Linked DNA regions of Solanum lycopersicum: region 2 is linked to region 1. A link is a contact called in public promoter capture Hi-C data. All regions are on one chromosome and are shown on one strand. Each heading gives the region's core, a stretch centred on a gene start, on an enhancer-like site or on the middle of the called end of the contact. The rest is flanking DNA. Distances are from core to core; before and after follow the strand shown. Region 1 holds the start of LOC101268188. Region 2 has its middle 9.0 kb from the start of Mi-1B.

Region 1 (4,202 bases), core at 739-3,238:
ACATTGAAATCAAACGCTTCATTCCTCTCGCTAAACCCTAACCCAATAAACGCATGCTTCCCTGTACCATCTTCGATCTTCAACACAAAGTACCTCGACGAATCAAGCACCGATTCCACCGAATTCTCCCTCTGTCCCGGCGGCACGAAACAAGCTGCGAACAACTCGCCGGAATTGGGATCCTCTAATCGGATCTCGCACCGATCCTTACATGACACGACCCGGAGCCTACCCGACCAGATCTTGTCGGTTTGAAGCCACTCGCCGCATTTGTAGCCGCCGGAGGTTGGCCGAGGAGGAATTTTGAAGACGTTAACTTCACGCACTACTAGGAGCGTGTGCTCGAAGGATTCTTCATCTTCATCAAACGACATCGTTTTGGTTGAGTAATTTGAAGTGAAGAAAAAAGAGATGAGAATAGATATATATAGAAGAAAAAATATGGTGGGAAAATGATGAAAAAGAAAAAAAAAGAGAAGTAAATTCTAAGGGAGTTAAATAAAAGATATTGAGATATCAACTAATTTAAAGGTGGCACAATATTTTTGAATTTACGGTGGGTTTGGTATGGAATCCAATATATTTGATTTGGTCAAAAAAAAAAATCAAAAAAGAAAAATGATATTTTACAAATGAGATTTATGGTAATACGTCAATTTTGTTTCATAAAATTGAATTGGATAATAAAAGTAGAGTGCGTAACTAGAAATAACGTTTGATTAAAGGTAAATTGAATGATTATAGAATTTGATATCACTGAGAACAATTTAAATATTTTTTATGAAAAAAATAAGCACTTTTACTAAAAAAAAAGTGCTTATTGAGTAAGATTGAGTTTTAAGTTTAAGTTGTTTATAGATTGAGTGCTTGAGTGTGTCTTTCTCATATTGATCAAGGCATATTTTATTTAATAATTAGTTACGAAAAAGTTATTTGTGTATTAAAAATTATAGCTTATTGTCTCCTCATACCATATGTTATTTGGATAATAACATTATTCATTAAATTCAAGTAAAATTTTATCCTTACTCGAAAATTATATCAAATCATACTAATTTATATTAAGTTTTTATAATAATCAGCATAACATATAAACGTTTTTTTTAATTTGAATTCAGCTAAAAAATTATATTCTTCAATATTTAGTGTGCCCAAGTACACACACGTTCTATATGTTATAATAAGTGTCGTATATGATATAATACAAATCAACTCAAATATATATCAAGTGAATTGCCTTGATATTGCTCTAGCTAAGGCTTTCTTTCTGCTTTGACTTGTCGTCCTTATCTTTCAATTTGAATTTGCATGTGTTCCATAATTATTTCGAGTGTTTGCTATTATCTTGCTTGAGTTAGACAAACAAAGAAGGATCTTATGCTGCATGTAACCTGTAAACTATTTAAAATAAATAACATATACCCTTCATTTGTTTTTGATCTCAAAACTATCTCTTTGTTTAGCTATTGGATCACACCATCCTTTTTTAACAGATTGCTACAACTCATAAAGTAGTATCCAATGTATAAAAAATATGTCATATGATTGTCTACCTAAGCACACAAATATGATCGTCAAATCAAATACTGAACAAATGAAAATGTTTGAAGGAAGTATGTTGTTAGATACTCATTCATTCTATTTTATGTGACATCATTTCCTTTTTTAGTCCGTTTAAAAAAAAATCACATTTCTTCATATGTTAAGTATTTAAAAGTATAATTCCTCTTTTACCCTTGTTGATCTCACTTAATTTTAAAGATAACCTAATACAGGAGAGAGAAAAATGAGTTTACTTTTGGAAGAACAATTTGGTAAACATTTTAAAGTCTTCATTATTTCTTAAACTCCGTGCCCGGTCAAATATTGCCACATGAAATGAGACGGAGGGAGTAAAAGAATTAACACGAGGGCAAAATCGGAAAAATCTAAGGAAACAAGGGCAAAATTGACCTTTTACATTCGATAATTTGGGAATTTAATGAATTTAATTTTGTGTTGTTTAATATCGTAATCTGAGAATTTTCGTTACGTATCAACAATGGACAATTCGAGCCCATCAACAAGCCGGAAACGGCAACGCGCCGGCGAGCCCTGTCCCGAGCCGGAATCGGACCTCAACGACGACCAATTACTATCACTTGAAGAAAATTTCAACTTCAGTGATACACTGGTGGCTCTTCGCATGATGCGTGCTCACTTTCCCCGTATTGAAAAGGTATTTTTTTTTGATTTTTCGACATAATATTGATAATCATGAGTTGAATTAGTGAAATAGTTAACAGACAATTTTAGCAGGAATTATAAGATTGTTGTTATTCAGTGAATAATTTAGTAACCCTGTAATTTTACATATGAACACTAATAGCAAAGAAGAAGAAAGGTAGAATCATGCTTTATTTATTTCAATTTATTTGTCTGGTTTTGACTTAGAACTACAAAGGAAACTAAAACAAACAAATTGAGACGGACGGAGTAAATACTATGAAATAGCGACGTGGCAGTGACCGAGTGGGCAATCACGGTTGAGAACAATGAGGTTTCAAGTTCAACAATATTACTTTCTTTGTCCCATTTTATGTGGCAACGTCCGGCTTGCATGGTGTTAAGAAAATAGAAAGGTTTTTGAAACTTGTGGTTTAAATTAATCTATAGATATTTGTTGGTCGAAAATCCTAGAAGATATAGTGAAAATGCTTGATGGCATTCTAGTACTTGGTAATGCAGAGTTTTATGCCGGAAATGAAACGTTGTATAAGTAATACATTATTTTATGCAAGATTCAGTTTTTCTTGGACAGGAGACCTAAATGTTAATTATGTTCATGTTTCTGACTAGTTATTGTGGAGGAAGCAAAAATGATTCATGTGCCATATTGCATAGAGCAAGTCCTCTGTAGGCAAAGTATGAGGGTATGAGATCATGTCACGACCCAAATCGGGCCGCGACTGGCACCCACACTTACCCTCCTATGTGAGCGAACCAATCAATACAAAGCCCAACATTGCGAATATAATAACACAATATAATGCGGAAGACTTAAACTCATTAATGAAAATCAATTAAATAACTTCTAAAAACTCGACAACTTTTATTATCCCAAAATCTGGAAGTCATCATCACAAGAACATCTATCCTCAAATTACAAATCTAAGAGTATCTAAGAAGCTAAAATACATAAAAAGCTAGTCCATGCCGGAACTTCAAGGCATCAAGACATGAAGAGGAAGATCCAGTCCAAGCTAGAAGCATTAGCTCACCCTGAAATCCGGAATAATGAAGACTGGCTAGAGTTGCGGTTGAGTTGAAGTTGACGGTATGTTTGCTGCACTCCACATATAACAAAGAAAGAGACATACAAGTAGGGGTCAGTACAAAACACGGGTACTGAGTAGATATCATCGGCCAACTCAAAATAGAAAACAATATATATCAAATAATAATATAAAATCAACTACATTACTCAACATGTAGCAACAACAAGTACTATAATCGTTAATAAGTACCGCCAAGTTCACACATGAGGACTCAAGCCTCAATACCATACTCATTTGGAAATTAGGTTTATTAGATTGCGTATATTAACATCTTTCAAGATTCATCACCTTTATTCTTGTGTCGGTACGTGACACTCTGCTCCCCTACTACTATGTGTCGGAACGTGACACTCCGATCCCCTAGTTCTACGTGTCGGTTCGTGACACCCGATCCCCTAATTCTACGTGTCGGTTCGTGACACCCGATCCTCTAATTCTACGTGTCGGTTCGTGACACCCGATCCCCTAATTCTACGTGTCGGTTCGTGACACCCGATCCCCTAATCTCATTCTATTAATTCATCAAGCCTTCTTTTATATCAAGGCATCATCAATCTCATTACTTTAGTTCATCAAACCTTCTTTTATACCAAGGCATCATCACTCTCATTACTTTAGTTCATCAAGCCTTCTTTTATACCAAGGCATCATCATTAACAAGGGGTTTTCAAGATTGGAGTTTTCAAGATTTGGGATTCAATAGCTTCATCATGCTTATTTCATCACAATTATATAATCATATTCATGCAAGCATACAATTAAGCATATAGAAGACTTTACAATACAACCCAACACATATCATTCGCTATTAAGAGTTAACTACGAATAGTATAAAAACCATAACCTACCTCCATCGAAGATTAGTGATCAAGCAAGCAAGTTCCC
Region 2 (4,741 bases), core at 806-3,305, 100 kb after region 1:
CCAAATGACATCTAGATCTGCCGGTCCATTGGTGAGCTTTCTAAGTATCAAGTTTGTCTCCTCCTCAAAACCTACAATTATTTTATCAGTTGTCAATGACTTTCTCTCAACCGGTTTCTTGAGAGAGTTCACAACGATGAGACCTCTGTTCTTGGGGATCTTCTCATGTAAATCAGAGACCTCGTCTTTGATAAGCTTCATCTTCTTTATGGTAGTGGGAAGTGAGAAAATAAGATGTAAGAGACCATTATCTCGAAGTCGTGTACAAGAGTTGATACATCTCTGGTAAGTGTTCCAACACGATCCAAGAGATCAAAAAGTTTGTCATGATGAATAAAGTCCTTAAGCATATCAGAAAGGATAATCAACAGGAATTCCATCATGACATGAATGTTTCGAGCCCCTGAAGTGCTAGGGGTAATGACAGTTATCATATGCTCTTGTAGATGAATAAGATATTCCCGAAGAATGTCCGGAGAGGTTTCCAGGAGCTGCTTAATGAAGAGTCCATCTTCTTCTGAAGTTGAAGCTTTCAAATTTGTAAAATATATGCGCATAAGCTCCAGTTCAGTTGGAACAATCTTCAAGAGTAAATGTGCTAACTTGAAGAGTCGAGAGTCTTTAACATTCTGATCATTCTCATCTAGCTGGGCGAGTCGAGAGTCTTCATCAGTCTGATCTTCCCAAAGGAAGCGTCCTACTCTCTCAGCCATCAGTTGAAACAGAGGTAAGACATTCTCAACCATCTCATGCTTAATGCGACCATTCACTATCAATCCATGGAAATCTCTTACGTTTCCACATACATTCTGAAGAACCTCATATTGTTAGGAACGAAAATAAGCAGGTGTAAACGCGGAAGCTAGCAAAGCAAACCTCGAAAGACCACGAGTAAGAAGACAACGAGAAATATATCAAAAGACACAAAGATTTAACGTGGTTCGGTCAATCGACCTACGTCCACAAAGGAGATGAGCAATCCACTATAAATGTGAGAGTACAAAATACAGAGGGAAACAACCTCAACCAATTCACTCGGAATACATGAGAGGTTCACAAATTCTCGCTCTAACCAAAACTCTCAAAGCCCTTAAAACTACATTGTGAATGCTAATTAAGTTAGAAGGAACATGCCTTTATTTATAGAGTCCTAAACCTTTTCCTACCAAAAAAAAGAATAGTCAATTCAAAACCTTTTTCCTAAAAGGAAAACCTATTTATGGTAAGAAATCAGGGCAAATAAAACCCAACACATATTGTGTCACTCTAGGTAACATCTTTTCAGCATGATGCCTCGCTAGATGATAGAGATTCAAGAGGAGGAAGTCCAATTGCTCATCCATCATGATAGCATCTGATTTATAAGAACGATGATACAAGCTGATACAGTCATCCATATTACTGGTGAGTCTAGTAAGGACATCATCATCCAAAATTGGTTGAAGCAGATTCTCATCCTCTTGTCATTATATCTTCAAACTGATCCAAATCGGAATAAGAAAGCTGGACATATGTACAAATAAATGCCAGCTCCAATTTTAGCTTTTCAATTAGATCCACATCAACATCCTTTTGATCTTGTTCATTCTTTAATCTCTCCAGAACATTGGCAACGTCCGTGCGAAGAGCAGAAAATGACATCTGCCAAAAGACCAATCAAATTTACAAAGCCACATTTCTACCCTGCAATAACTGCTAACACATAGTTCAGTGACTTCAATGATAGAACACATAAGGTTTAGTGAATTTAGTGGACAATAAATAGTTTTTAGAATATTACATATACACAAGTAAAGTTCATTGATCAAGGGTGAAATTAGCTCGAGAATCTACCTGCATTATTTTATTTTGTTTACCTTCAAATTTTGATTATATACTATAATAAAATAATGATCCAAGTAAATATAAGATACCTGTAGGTTGCTTCTTTCCATGACAGTAATTCTCCGGATCTGATGTAGATAACAAGTTTAAACACAGAGTTGTAATTAGAGACGATAGGAACCTTTTCAGTTGATGAAATATCTTATATGTATGTTCTTTGTTTGTGTGGAGGAGAAAATACCAAGAAAATGACATAATAAATAGGTTTGAACAAGTCAGTCAGTCAACTGACATTGGGACTGTACAGGCATTCATTCTCAACTAAAATAATTAATAGCATACTATATGGCTTGTTTACCCAGAGTAATCGAAATTTAATTTGTACACAAAGTATAATGATACTAACTCGCTATATATTTAGTAGATAATGTGCTTGATTAAAATCTTACTAGAAAAATCCCCTGGGAAAAAAGTGATCTCTCGTAACTGCTTTGGTTGCTTGTTATTTTACTAACGTCGTCTACTTAATAGTTCCGTCGGGGCTTTGATGAAACAAATTGTAGACATCTTTTTAGAACAGTAAAAGGTGTAAGAACCTGCCAATTTGTTTGACACTTCTATGTATGAAGACTCTGGAGATTTGGACGTGAACTGTCACATTTCTCCGCTCAAATTTTGCCAGAATATTCCAAAATTTTAGAAACTCCAAATACTTGTTTTCATAATTTTAACTTTGTACACTTACAAAAGAAATTCAACATTTTTCCAAGTTATATTTATTCTTTCTAGGCATAGTACATTAAAATGACATTTAGCTTGACTTCAGTGGATAACTGTGACCTTTAACTTTGCTTATCTGCCATAAAGGAAAGAGATAAGAAAGTTAATCAAACTTTCAATACTCTCAGTTTGAAGTCAATGAAGTGATTGAGAGAACTCAAGTTCAAATTTCAGCGGAGTTATCTGATACCTGTTGCTGGTGCGTGTTTTCAATAGTCATGGCTCGATACATTAACTGTTTTTTTTTCCTGAGAAGGGATACATGAACTGTGTTTGTGATAGAATAGATAAATTGATTGTTAGTTGTAAAACCAGAAGTTTCCAAGAGAAAGAACAATAATCCTAATATATTAATTGTGTTGCTGAATCTGATAAATGTCAGGGATAAATAAACAGTGTAATGAACTTCAGTGTTTACTGAGATAACATAGTTAAACAATTCATGTCGAGTGAACTCTTTGAATAATTTATTGGTCTGCCATATGAAGAATAACTTAATGTTGCACAAATCCTACATTTTGACAATTCATGTTTATCTTTCCTAGTTAGACGCTTCATTAGCTTTTGAGCTCTTCTTGTCCAGTGGCTCTTTTGCATAATTGGTTATCCAGCTTACGCTTTAATTAAGGCACTTGTGATGGAGGAGATTGCCAACACTAGTAAGGAACTTCAAGAGCTTAGGGTGATTCTACAGATTCTTCGAGACATTCTGTGTCTACAGATCTTTTGGGGCCACTTTGTCTGAAATGGTGTCGCTAACAAGTGCCTTGTTTCGTCTTAAAATTTGGAGTTATCGTCTCCATATATCCTTTTGTTTATGCTGGAGTAAGGTCTATATAGTTTCCCCTTTGTTTGTTAATTAATTCTTTTTTAGCTGTTAAATGTGCCCTCAATGTTCACTTATCTCTATATACTTGTATTAATACATTATATTCTTATTTGGAACTGAAATTAACAGGAGAGCTTCTAGAGCTTCAGGGATTAAAAAAAGTTAAGGTACTCTTTCATTTGTTTAGATCACTATAATTTCTAAGTGGTTAGGCCCCTAAGGAAATAGTTGAGGCCTCAAGATCATCCGATGCTTATGCTTAAAATCAACTATAATAGTACTAAATAGAGATAAATAGACATTTACTCTCAGTGGATGTTCTAAGTGTTGGTGATGATATTTTCTTCAGAATAATACTAGGATTGCACAAGCATAGTTGCATACATTTCAAACAGAGAATGTTTGGCAAGTGCTAGAATGAACTTCTAATTTTAATTGAATTTATGCTTTTATAAAAAATCAAATTGATGAATAAAATCAATTCTTAACTGAAAATTTCGTTGATGATTCAATCCGGGGGGAAAAGGCTTGGACATCTTTTGAACCTAGAAACACAATTATGGTTGCCAAACTATGACAGTTCCGAGGAGAGAATCAGGAGGCTTGGATAGTTCAAGCTATACATTATTTCGATTTTTATAAAATTGAGGAAGATCAAAAGCTTAATGTGGTGTCGCTCTACCTTGATGGTGAAGCATTACAATGGTACCCGTGGTTATTTAGGAATAATCAATTAAGTGATTGGTTGCGTTTTGCTGATAAGATGAAAATTCGATTGAAACAGAAATGATATGAGTCTGCAGCAGAGTGAAGCGCCAATCTCGAACAGGTAACCTACGTGACTGAGTACCAAAATCGTTGTGAGGATATTTTGTCGAGCTTTGGTAAGTCCGATGTACTCTTCCCAGGCCACACATATGTTCATCCATGTTGGAGCAATATAACTAACTCTCTTATAATGTAATACCATGACCAATCATAATGCAAAAGCAATACAAATGTGTGTAAGGTGTGTGATTAGTTGTCCGATAGGTACAAAGATTCATATTCTCTCTTAGTCTCGCTATGTTCAGCAAGCTTATTCAACTTTCCATTCCAGATGGGCATGTCGAGTCAAGTACACGGTGTGCTATTATATTTGTATCTTTTACAATATCAGTAATGTAGCAATTTTCTGCAACAGGGAAAGTAAATGTATATTTGCAACAATCAATGGAGTAATAGTCAACATTAATTTATACAATGAATGTTGTTTTTACTACTGGGAGATTTTTTATTTTTTCTTACTAGTTGGACTACCTGTGAAGC

What was found. Promoter capture Hi-C pulls out the DNA fragments that hold promoters and counts their contacts.
Region 2: a contact with region 1 is called in a promoter capture Hi-C map of leaf, with 7 times the contacts expected there. The contact joins the enhancer-like site here to the promoter of LOC101268188 in region 1. A contact is called at or near these places in 1 of 1 promoter capture datasets (leaf), 3 of 8 Hi-C or Micro-C datasets (all in leaf) and 1 of 1 datasets of contacts at active chromatin or transcription factors (leaf).

Annotation. Positions count from the first base shown.
Region 1 is chr6:2,242,290-2,246,491 of SLM_r2.1, forward strand. LOC101268188 reads left to right here and starts at 1,989. Exons shown (of 7, transcript XM_004240447.5): 1 at 1,989-2,218. The coding sequence starts at 2,042. LOC101267896 reads right to left here and starts at 553. Exons shown (of 3, transcript XM_010323523.4): 1 at 1-553. The coding sequence starts at 374.
Region 2 is chr6:2,346,561-2,351,301 of SLM_r2.1, forward strand. It overlaps the pseudogene Mi-1A. Among protein-coding and RNA genes, the nearest start is that of Mi-1B, 9.0 kb to the right of the region's middle. Within about 2 kb of position 2,056, at least 2 of the 2 cell types and tissues checked have open chromatin away from gene starts, as enhancers often do. A contact at or near this core is called in leaf, where this site is marked.